Regions from separate parts of the Canis lupus genome. Here region 2 is linked to region 1. The links are chromatin contacts, called in public Hi-C maps. All regions are on one chromosome and are shown on one strand. The core of a region is the stretch at or near the end of the contact, and the rest is flanking DNA. Distances in the headings are between cores, read along the strand shown. Region 1 holds the start of ACOT9 (acyl-coenzyme A thioesterase 9, mitochondrial). Region 2 holds the start of KLHL15 (kelch-like protein 15).

The links. Hi-C and Micro-C count contacts between places; a contact is called where the count stands out from the background.
Region 2: a contact with region 1 is called in a Hi-C map of blood, with 5 times the contacts expected there. The contact joins the promoter of KLHL15 here to the promoter of ACOT9 in region 1. A contact is called at or near these places in 2 of 9 Hi-C or Micro-C datasets (amygdala and blood).

What each region holds. Positions count from the first base shown.
Region 1 is chrX:19,542,801-19,548,842 of UU_Cfam_GSD_1.0, forward strand. It overlaps ACOT9 (acyl-coenzyme A thioesterase 9, mitochondrial), which reads right to left and starts at 1,421. Exons shown (of 19, transcript XM_038587077.1): 1 at 1,345-1,421. SAT1 (diamine acetyltransferase 1) reads left to right here and starts at 1,965. Exons shown (of 6, transcript XM_038587084.1): 1 at 1,965-2,225; 2 at 2,442-2,493; 3 at 2,584-2,667; 4 at 4,072-4,173; 5 at 4,267-4,307; 6 at 4,453-4,982. The coding sequence starts at 2,160. The coding sequence ends at 4,623.
Region 2 is chrX:19,729,905-19,736,353 of UU_Cfam_GSD_1.0, forward strand. KLHL15 (kelch-like protein 15) reads right to left here and starts at 5,183. Exons shown (of 4, transcript XM_038587100.1): 1 at 5,149-5,183; 2 at 4,374-4,574.

The DNA.
Region 1 (6,042 bases), core at 171-2,670:
TCATCCAGGGTCTCCAGGATCACGCCCTGGGCTGCAGGCGGCGCTAAACCGCTGCGCCACCGGGGCTGCCCGCAATTTCTGTTTTCATAAAAGCATGAAATTAAAACTGGGAATATAGAATACGTAGAAAAAAGTGAAATAAATTTTAACAAAACAATCATTATTCTGAAAAAACTATGCAACCCAAACTGAAAACAGCCTTGCTATTGCTTCAACAAGGCAGCTATCACTAGTGCTTAGTTATGGAGGGTCTAATTTACGTTATCAGTAATCACACAGGTAACATGCTCTCATAGTTCCTCCCACAAGTTAGATCCAAACAGAGTAGAGAGAAGGGAGTATGAATGGTCATCCATGTATCATGGTGTCAGGAAAGACACAACCTAACGTGGCTTAGGTAGATGCAAATCAATGCTATTTTTAAAGATCTTTGAGAAAGACATTTCATAAACTCCCAGATGACTCACCATGCATAACATCTCCAGAGGGTGGGAAGGGCAACAAAGAGCCTACTTTTGCTTTCTTTTTTACATACAGGATATTGCTAACAAATGCAGAGAAACAATTGTTGAATGTTTGTGGTCATCTGGTGATAGTCCACCTCTCATTCCACACTGAGAAACCTGTGAGCCCCTTTTATGCTTTGGCTCCTCCTGGAATCCAGGCAGAGTGGCCAAAGCAAGCCCCCAGGGCCTCTGTCTGGGAAGGTGGGTTGTAAAACAAAAACTGTATCTGCAAGAGGCCAGAACACTTGTTCCAGTGGGAACAACTGAAAAAGAGCTATACTCTAATTCAACCGTTCTGAAACATTTTGTTCTCAGGACATTTAAAAATTACTGAAGAATCCAAAAAGCGTATCTTTGAAAATTCTATGAAACATAAGAATACACAAGCACACATCCCTTTAGTCACCAGAGCAATGTCATCACACATTCTGTAAATCTGTGATCATTTGAAAATGAAAAGTTAAAGAAAAGGGGGGGAAAGCAGCACAGAGAATGGAGCAAGTAGGGATTACATCAACTTTCAACAGCGATGGAAGCCAGAAGGTAACCTGACATCACCACTACACTGAAAGAAAATAACATCCAACCCCAAACTCTATAAACAGTGAAAGAAATCCTTCAAGATGAATTGAAGACATATTTAGACAACCAACGCAGAAAGTTTTTCTGTACTGAAGGAAATTGTGAAAAGTGCCCGTCAGGCAGGAGAGCGTTTCCACAAGGAAGGTCAGAGATTTAACAAAGAATAAGAAGGAAAGAAAATTAGGAAAGAACGCTGTGCTAACTCTAAAAATTACAAGTATGAGAGAAAAATTATTGAGGAATCCAAATAGTTTACCTTAGGAAACTGTAGAAAACACAAGAATATACAAGCACGCATTACGTTAGTCATCAGAGCAGTGACTTCACACACACACATCAGGTCGCCTCTGGAAAATTCCCACAAGAATGAAAAGGGGCAGTGACGCCTCACTATTATTATGAAACTCGTTTTGACACAGACTCCCTGAAAGGACCCTGGGATCTGCAGGGTCCCCCACAGCACACTTTAGAGAACCGCTGCTCTCATCCTCACGTTGCCCAAGGCAGGTTCTCCTGAGTTCCACTCCCCTCCGGCCAAGGGAGAAACGGCAAGGTCACCGGCCCGGGTTCACAAGAGGAACTACTCTTTTCCTTTCGCAAAGGTGACCGGGTGACGCACAAGCTAGAAAGTCGGGTTTCCGGGAAGGCGTCGAGAGGCGCCGCGAGAGGGCGCCCCGAGAGAAGCCCGCGGCGCGCCTCGCCCCTCCCGCGCCCCCGCCCGCGCCCCCGCCCGCGCCCGCGCCTGCGCCCGCCGGGTTCACACGGAAGCCCGGAAGAGGGGGAGGCGCCCGGAAGAGGGGGGCGGTCGCGGCCTCATTGGACGAGCTGCCTCCGCCTCACGCCCGGAGGCGGGGCTACTTGGCCCTAAAAAGCGGGACCCGGCGGCCGCTAAAGCGCGCCGTTCTGGTCGCAGTCTGGCCGACGTGCTCGTTGCTCGCCGAGGTCCGCCGGGTCATGGTGCCAGCCTGACTGGGAAGAGGACGCTCCGGGGAGACGAATGAGGAACCACCTCCTACTACTGTTCAAGTACAGGGGCCTGGTCCGCAAAGGGAAGAAAAGCAAAAGACGAAAATGGCTAAATTCGTGATCCGCCCGGCCACCGCCGCCGACTGCAGTGACATCCTGCGGCTGATCAAGGTAGCGGGAGGCCCGGGCCGCCCCTGGGGAGGGGGAAAGTGGGGAGCCGCTCCGGCGGGTTCCCCTTTGTCCGCCCGCTCCCCCCAGCTTCAGCCGGGCCGCTCGATTCTGGGAACGAATCGCCGCCCCGCCCACCCCGTTCCCTCTGAGCTGCCTGGGCCAGGGCCTCACTTAGTTTTCTCCCTCTCTCCCTTTCTCCCGTGTGCATCGCCCCAGGAACTGGCTAAATACGAATACATGGAAGAGCAAGTAATGTTAACTGAAAAAGGTAACGCGACTGTACCAGGGCGGGGGAAGGGTGTCTGGTACTTGGCATCTTCACCGAGGCCATCACTGTCCCCGATGCCCCTTCTTGCAGATCTACTAGAGGATGGTTTCGGAGAGCACCCTTTCTACCACTGCCTGGTTGCAGAAGTGCCCAAGGAGCACCAGTCTCCGGAAGGTAACGCCGCCCCCCCCCCCCCCCCCCCCCCCCCCCCGCTTCCAGAAGCCAAACACCAAGTGTTGTATAAAACATAGAGTGTCTGTTGTGTAGAACCACTGACAACGCAGGCCAAAGTTACTGAGAAATTGGCCAGAAATAATAGCCAGTGTTCAAACTACTGAGGAAAAAGAAAATAGATGTCCTGCACATAATAATAGGGCGGGTTGAAAGAGCTGTTTAAGTAAGTATCAGAATGCTGTGGAGACCTGGAAGGGTTAGGTATAATGTCATTTATTGTAATTCAGTTCTTGTTTGACCCTAACGTAACCTTTTTTGTAATTGTGTTAAATCACATTTTTTTCTTTAATTTGTCCCAATCTTCAGGTTACAGTCTCTAGCTTCGCCATGTACATGGCCCTTCCGTGTACATGGATGGGCGGGGAGGTAACTAAAAGATCCTTTACACAATAAAGTAGATGATCATGATAAATGAGGTAAGGTCCTATTATCACACACTTAAAACACGGTAGATCAGAAACTCCAGTGTACTCTCTTCCTGTGTTTGCAAAGGACTATAAAATGGCTAGAAAGTTTAATTTGAAACCTTTGCCTCCATTTGAAATTATAGACACCCTATTTTTATAGGGAGTCAGATTGTTTTATTTTTTTTTTTTTTGCTGGTCCCTGTTGACTGGTCAGAAGACAGAGCTAAAAGGGGAAGTTGTTTGGGTGGGTGCTTCACTTTTTTCTTAAGTCTCTTCCCCAAGCTAGAAGAAATGAACGGAAAACATAAGGGATGAGGTACTTTTTGGAGGTATGTGGATGTTACATAAGAGCTATTTCTGGGTACCTCTGCTTCTTCTGGCTTAAAACTGGGGAGAGCAAATTGAAAATCTGAATTGGAAGGCAAGTTCTGAAATTAAACGTTACACTTTTGATGGCCTGATGTCCTGACCTTAAGGAAGCAGAGTTTCTAATCTACAAATATTTACTATTCTGAACTGCCGTGTAAACCCGACTTATTCCCAAGTCAACATACCAATATATCAATAGGATGTGAATAATGTGTGTGTTTAGTTTAAGACTACAGCAGTTTTGCTCTGGCAAGTAATGAAAGTCTCACTTCCTGGGGTGTGAGATCCAGCAGATCGCAGAGTGGCCAGTCCCATGATTTTAGCCTCGCTTCAGCTAGCTCTAATGTGTGCTTTTTGCAAATACATGTCCTGAGAACAGTGAGATCATCCAAAAGTGGCCTGGACTGCACTAGCATAAAAATCAGGAGACAGTCCCGTTTCAGTGCCTACTTACTTCTATAATACATGCATGTTTATTTTCTAAAACCTATGATAGGCTTCTGATTTTGCAGCTACAACTTTTATGGGTTGCTTTTCGTTCACATCTCATGTGATATTCTTATTACAGGACACAGTGTTGTGGGTTTTGCCATGTACTACTTTACCTATGATCCATGGATTGGCAAACTGTTGTATCTTGAGGACTTCTTCGTAATGAGTGATTATAGAGGTATGGCTGAGTTTAGGAGGAGATGCCCTAAAGAGAAACCAGGACTTAACATCCTGAAGATGACTTTTTAAATGGTACTTCTCTTTCTTTTAGGCTTTGGCATAGGATCAGAAATTCTGAAGAACCTAAGCCAGGTACGTCTTGGTTTGGGGGGAGGGGCAGGGGGTTTGGTTTCCAGATTTGTAAGGGTTACTGAATTATTTTAATGACTGGAACAGATTTGGGTCTTGGAAAGCAGGTGAAATGTCACTGAGTTTGTTTTACTCTCCCTTATAATAGGTTGCGATGAAATGTCGCTGCAGCAGCATGCACTTCTTGGTAGCAGAATGGAATGAACCATCTATCAACTTCTACAAAAGAAGAGGTGCTTCTGACCTGTCCAGCGAAGAGGGATGGAGACTCTTCAAGATCGACAAGGAGTACTTGCTAAAAATGGCAGCAGAGGAGTAAGGCGTGTGCCGGTGCAGACGATGACAGCTTCCATTCTATTTTAGATTAAGTTCTCAACTGATCTTGCTTTCTATCCTGTTTGTAGTCAAATAATAGAATGAACACCCATTCCAAAGCTTTATTACCAGTGGCGTTGTTGCATGTTTGAAATGCGGTCTGTTGAAGATGGCAATCTTGTATGCAGTTTGGAGTCAGATTTCTCCTTGAACATCTTTTGATAAACAAGGTGGTATGATCTTAATGTATATGAAAAAAACTTCATTCTTGTGAGTCATTTAAATGTGTACAATGTACACACTGGTACTTAGAGTTTCTGTTTTGATTCTTTTTTAATAAACTGCCCTTTGATTTAATTGGTATACGCATTTTGACTAATCTTTATTTCTCGAGACATTTTTCTTGCTGTTGAATGCAAAGTAAAAATGGCCAAGAAACATTAACTTGATAACCTTAAAATTGTTTACAGCCCATTTTTAACCCAATTTAAAGTGGTCATGAGCTGTTTGTTCTCAAAGTCTAGAAAGAAGCCAGTTGAATTCCATGGTTTTCTAGGAAGCAGCATGCAAAATGACTACACTGGTGACACTGTATGCTTCACCTGACAGAATTTTCAAGAGCTGAGCACCAGGTTAGAAAGTGAAGCCCATTTGTTAACCAAGTGAAAGGCGGAGATGGAATTCTCAATCACTGGGAATGGAAGGGGGCACACATCTTTCCCACAACAGCCTCATCCCATACAAAATGCTATTTGAAGGGAAAGTGGATCACTTTGCTAATCAGGCAGGCATGAACCAACTTTTTAACAGGAAATGTGCAAATAAAAAGGTTAGAGGCAGGTTCAGGTACCAGTCAGGGAAATTAGTTTATTTGGAGGGCCAGTCTATGGTACTGTAGTACCACAATGGGCTCCTCTGTGGAAAAACCAATAGTGCTTCAAACAGGGTGGTAAACAAAAGCTTTCTCCAGAACTAAAAATGAAACTATGAAGGGGCATGAGAAAGAGATAGTCTTAGATAAATATTACGTCTTTAATAAAAAAATAGTTGTACTTTTCAGTAATCTCTACACCCAACATGGGGCTTGAACTCACAACTCCAAAGTCAAAGGTTGTACACTCGCACCCCTGTTACCTCCTTTTATTACTCATTACATTGAGCTAGATTCCTAAACCCAGCAATTCCCATAATAAAGAAAATGGTAATTAATAAGAACCACTGTGCTGATTTCCAAAATTAACGTTTCCCAACTCATCAGATACCTGAAAAACAATGATCCCTCTCTTTCTGTGTTCTCCAGGAAAGAAATACTAAGCTGCTCAGTGAAAGGGGGCTATCGCCCAGCATTCCTTGTTTTGGTATCTGTTCTGTCTTCCTAAATGTCTGTTCTGCCTTCCCTAAACCAGTGGGATCCTGTACTGTA
Region 2 (6,449 bases), core at 3,933-6,432, 190 kb after region 1:
TTTTTAATAGTATGAGGTCTTGAGACCAAAAGGTATGATCAAGAGGTCAATGCAACACACGCATATACACAAAACATACTTTTCCTACCTCTGCCCTGAAAGACTATTAATGCTATTTATATCACAGAAATTTCTAACAGTTTAAACTCTCTAGTGACCAGTAAAGAAAGAAGTCTAGTGGGGGTAAAATTGGACAGGAAATTAAAGGCAAAGAAATTAAATGCTTCCTTTTCAGTTAGAAGGCTGCCATTCCGATTTGAAGGCAAATTCTAGGCAATTTAATAGAAGACATTTCAAAATTAACCTCCATGTTTATGCCATAAGCAATAATTAAATGCTTTCATATTCCTCCCAAAGCTCCTTAAAAATTCATACAAAATCCTAAGTCATTTGGAACAAAAGCTAGATTCTCAGAGCTTGATATACTTTTTTCAATGAAAAATTTAAATCATTTCATACTACCTTTATCCTCAAACCGGTAGCTTACCAAAGTTGATAACTAATGCAGAAAATCCCATACTTGCACACTGAAAAGAAAATGCAAGGCTTACTACGGATAAAAATAGAATTAATTTCTGAGTCATAAAGTTTCTCACCATTTCTGTAACTTACAAAGAAGAAAATTTAAAGTCTGGGAATCTCAAAGTGGCTAAATTCTCAATCTAAAAGGCAAGAAAAATTTAAAAACAGACTCATTGTATTAGCTCTATCAACAGTCATCTTACTCTTGGATAACACTATTCAAATGGAGAAACAACTCAGTTTAATATGGAAGGAAAGGCTGCATAACTTTAATTTGTTTAATACTGGAAATTCTTTCTTGTCTATCTAAATGTTTTTATAGCTCAGTACCAAATTGCAAATGACCGTTTAACTAAGCTTTTAGGAAGGCTCTGGGTTCTCCAGTCCCAGGTTGGCACCCATTATCCAAATTACTTCACTTTTCAGGTATGTTTAGCATTTAATCATTCTATAATACAAGAAACCTTGTAAGAAAAAAGCCACTCCTGCTTTAATGCTATTTTTTCATCAGGAGATTTTCATTTAATGCTCCTCTGCCTATTCCTCAGTACGAGCAGTAGTAGTCCAAGAGTGATGTCATGGAAAACAGCTTCCCTAGCCTTCAGAGATTGGATCCAGTGAGAATTCTAGGAAAAGCCTCTATTGGGGAATAAAACCCCAAATCTTCTAAGTTATTTCCTAACAAGAAATCATCAACATTATAACGTTAACATCCTAGTTCTCTACAAGAATTATAAAAAACTAAATCTTTTGGAAGGTCCTGATGTTCTGATACAGATTTCCTGCAAATCTTTAAGTGATGTACAATCATTAACTAAATTCAATGATTTTATCAGAGACAAAGGAATAAATTTTCTATCTGTTCTTATTTGTTTCAATGATTCAGCCAGATGAGCTTTAAAGGCCTTATATTAAAAACAGAGTATCTTGAGGAAATACCTTGCCTTTTCTAGTTTCTTCCAAAGTAAAAATTTCTAAATCTGAAAAGGCCTTCCACTTTTGGACCAGTAGCAGTACAACATATACCTACAACAAAGATGAATCATGAGAGCCCCTCCAATGATTCTTAAGATGGTTAATAATAATGCTCTATTACTCTCCCCCCTTGTTCATCCTGCCCCGATACACTGGCCTCTTTTGCTGTTTCTTGAAAAACAGCCACACGCCCACCTTAAGGCTTCTACACTCACTATTCCCTCTGCCTGGGATGTTCACTACATTTCCAGATATATAGAGAGCTCCCTCAGGTCTTTATTCCAGTGTCATCTCAGTGAGGCCTTCCCCAAACCCCATCTTAAAAAAAAAAAAAAGAAAAGAAAAACCAAAAAATCTCACCCGCCCCCACAACCAGAAATCCTCACTTTCCCTTTCTGCTTTATTTTTCTCCATAGTATATTAAAATAGAGGTAACAGGCTCTTTTACTTATTTAGTTTACTGTTGGGTTTTTTTTCTTTTTTTTCAGTTTTGCTTTGTTGTATCCTTCACAACCTAGAAATAACAGCACTTGGCACATAGTAAGTGCTTAATAAATATTTATTTGTTGGGTAAAGAGATAAATTTAATCCTCATAACTCTCCAAGTTCTGTAACTATCCCTGATTTAAAGATGAGAAGAATCAAAGCTCACAGAGGTTAAGAAACTTGCCCAAGGCTATGATTCTTAAGTCGTGGCGTTGGGGGTCCGCCCCACTTCAGAGCCTCTGTGTTTAAACAGTGTCCTACAATGCTTCACCAGTGACTTCTTCAATAAAAAACTCCACACCAACTACACCATTCCAGTTAAGGGGAAATATATGCTAATAAATTAATTCAACCCCTCAAATTAAATATTCATTCTCCTCCCAGTTAATATTATTTACTCTTAAAATATTTACAATGTGAAGGGCAAGCTGACAACAGGCCAGCTAATTTTCAGGGCCCGAGCGAAATGAAAATTTGGGCCCCCTTATCCAAAAGAAGGAAAAAAATGTCATTAAAAGTACTAAAATAAAAAGCCTTCTCCTTTCTTCTGAGGCTTCTCTTGACTTGTCATGGTGTTTTTTTTGTTGTTTAATGCGTTCTAAGTGAAGAAAAATTAAACATTTAAATTAGCATGAATTTTACCATTCACCTTTATATTGAACAATGCCAGTTTTATATGCAGATTATTATACCAACTTCAGGGCTCTTCCGAACACCCACAAAGCCAACCCAGCCCTGGTTCCAAGATTTTAGCCCCAGAGAACCCAAATCAAGGCAGAGAGAAGGTCAAACCTTGAAATTCCTAATAAAGTGGTGATCTGCCAAAATTTTATCTTCAGGACAAACGATAAGTCCAATGTATAAAAGCTAGAACATTAAAATAGGCTCTTCCATTTGCTAATTTAATCCTGCCCGCTTAAATTATTTTGTCTTTTTACACAACACAAAGCCATCCTATACAAAAACAACTGGTATTGGATTATAAAATAAAACATTTCAGAAAAAAATCAGAAAACTATTTGCTAGCTAAAAATAATAATAATAATATAGTTAAAAAATGCTTCTTTCACTTTTTGTGAACCATTTTTAAGCCAAACCATACTACATTTTTGATGTACCCAGTAAGAACAATTCCATACTGTTACACATATATATTATAAATTCTGACAAATAATAAATCCAATTTCTCAAACCACAAATATTTACTCCATTATTCCTAAGTTAAATCAGCAAGAGTGCAAATTAACACCCATTCCCACTGAAAAACTGGTTCTAAACACCTACTAAGTGCTGTGACGATTTAAAAAGAGAATTAAATTATATAAACACTATTACATTGTCAAAAAGTTCAAAATTTCTACATTTCTAGATCTTTTAAGAATCACAGACATCTGAATGCATTTGTAAGCTCTTCAAAAACAATTCTCAAATTAGTAGATATTCAGGCATCCTGTTCCCTAGACACGAAAAAACAGCATTAAAATTGGAGTATATATCTTAAAAGCATTTTCTAAGACACAATTTAATGAAATCAACAAAAATAAATGTAAATTCGGAAAATATGTAAGACTAAAACATAAGTGTTAAATAAATATTCCGAGTAAGAAAAAGGGCATAAGCGGCCTAGAAAAATGAAAAGCAAAGCAGTAGAGTAACGTTAAATTTGAATTAAAGAATACCGTTATTTAAATAAGCAGTTAGCATTTCGTAGGAAGAAGGCCAAGCAACGTGACTATTATATATTTCTAGTCGATTCACGGCACTGCTTCGCTATTCCGTACTTATTGCTTATACTTATAATACGGGGGGGGGGGGGGGAAGAGGCAGCAACAGTTAGCCACTACAACATTAACCACTCTGGCAAGGGTTACTTAAAAAATTGCTTTGCATTTTTACAACACTTTACAGCTATAGGTTATTTTCACATATATGACCTCATATAGTCCTCGCTACCCTGTGATGTGGCTATTACTGACTAGATTTCATAGATAAGAAACCGAGGTTCGGTAAGCGATTTTCTCAGCGTCACCCAGTCGAACCCAGACCTTCTTATTCCACGTTTTATGCTTCGCATTTCGCATAGTTCTATTTCAGGCATAAACAGAATTTTTAAAGGGAAGGAACGGGTTAGGGAGAAAATAATCATGGTACCTGCAGCTGTGTGCTGCAAAAAATGGCTGAATTATGCTTCTTCCGTTTTTTTTTTCCCCTCCTTAAAAAAAATTATATTTCAAACAATTTAAGTAAACTCAAAGACAAATTAGGTCCCGGCGTCTACCAAATGTTTGACTCGGGTCTGAGCAGAAAAGGCTACCGAATCCGTGCCGGGCACGGGGCCGCGGACGAAGCCCGGGCTCCCGCAGGCCGGCGGGCCAGGGGCGGCTACGCACCTCGGGGGTCTGTCCAGCCTCTAGTGGACGGCAGTCTGCATCAGGAAGAAGCGGGCCGGCGGGCCGGGCGGTGGGCGGTCGGGCGCCGGGATGGCACTCGGCAGGCTCCTCGAACCTCTTACAAGGGGCCGCTCCCGGGCCGGGCCGGGGCGCTCAGGCGGGGGGCGAGTCTGCGCGCCAGCGGCCCCCTCGAAACCAGTCCTGGGAAAGAAGACAGCGCTGAGTCGCGAGTCGAGACAGTCGGGCTCGGCGCGAGGCGGCGCGGCGTCGGGGCCGGGCCCGGCCTTGCCAACACCAGGGGCCTCGCGGCGCCCGGCGGGGCTCGGCTGGAGGACCGACGCGGGGCCACAGGCGGGGGAAAGGGCTGGGGGGCCGCGGGCAGCGGCAGAAGCGCCGGCGGTAGCGGTGTCGACGACGGCGTCTCCGGGCTTCTGCCCCGAAGCGCGCCGAGCCTCAGGATCACCCACGCCGGGGGTGGAGGAAGGCGGGAAAGGGGCGGGCAAGGGGCGGAGCGTGCGGGGCCACGAGCCAGGGGCCGCTCCGGGCCGCGCGCCCCCTGCGGGCCGCAGGAGCCGCCCGGGGCCGGCCCAGGGAGGCGGGGCCCGCCGGCAGGGGGCCCCATGCGGCGTCGTCGCAACACGGAAGCCTGCCACGCGGGTAGGGAGGTCGAAGGGTGGGAAGGCGAGAGTTGGAAAGCAGGCTTCGGAGGCGCCGTCGGCCCCCATCGGCGCCTCGAGGGGGCCCGCGCGCGGGCCGCGGCCCGGAGGGTGTTTACCTTCCCCCTGGTCGAGCGCCAATGCCGCCATGTTTCAGCCAGCGCGCGTCACTTCCGGGACCGGGGGAGCGGGAGCGGGTGTGGGAGCGGGGTGGGGGCAGGGCCGTCCCACGCCCGCGGGGCCCCACGCTCAGGCCCGCCACGCCGGCGGGCCCCACCGAGGGAATGAGGCGGCCGGGCGCTGCACTGCGGGCGCGACCTAACGCGTTTTCCCTCGTGGCGTCGCCGTCGGGGCTGGGAATGCTCGGTGGTGCTCGTCCCGCCGCAGCGGTCCCGCTCGGTCTGCGCGAGCCGGGGGCTCGAGCTACTGCGGCGCGCCCACCCTCCACAAGTTGTGGAGTGGGACGCCCGGGAAATGTCTTTTTGCATCTCGAACACCACGGTGGGGGCGGGGGAATCTGCGACGACGGGGAGGAAGCCTTGCCATAGCTACCTGTTATAAAATTGACTACATCTGCGCCAAATGACATCATTTTTGCACGGCAACTTGCAGGGTATAATTGCGTCATAGTTCACTCGGCTTATTGCACAACAATTACACGTTTCGGAAATGCATTTCCCAGAGGTGGGAAAATTCATGGAAAACGGCATGTCTGCACCGCACAGAAATGTCGGCTCTAAAAGCGCTATTCTATTTGCGTCAAAATAAGATGGCAAGAACGCACATTCAGAGAGCAGTGATTTGGGGAGGTTCTTTTTAAATAAGGCAGCTGTAGCGTTCTAGCGAATGCTTTTAAAATATCGCCTTTTTTGATTTAAGAATATTAAAACTACTCCATAGGACTGCTCTGTAAATTTGTTGTGAAATCTCTTTGTGAGAAAAATGCAAATAACAGAAATACACAGCTGGAGGCCAGTGGTTCTACAACTAACCTTAAATTAAGCCATCCATTGCCCATTTCTAATCCTAAACTGAGGAATTTCTCCTACCCCCACCCCCACCCCACCCCCCGCCGCCATTTTCTCTCTAGACCAATATCCCGATGAATTTACAGTGAGGTGTGTGGCTGAAAGCGATCATTATCTCTTTCTAGCAAACTTGAACATGCCATGTTTCCCAAGAGGCCAAGATAGCACACGGTGTACTGTTTTGCTGAAGTAGCTAGTTCGTGGGAAAAAATAGAGAATCACCTGAACCCTTCGGAAACAGGGAAATAAGCTTACCTTTTCTAACTTAGACTATAAAAACAAGCTTTAAAAAAACTATAAGCCCTAAAATATACTTTAAAGTGGCATACGAAAAAAAAATGGCATACGTGCAAGTTTGAACATTTGAGTTTTCAGACCTTATTTTTGAGCAT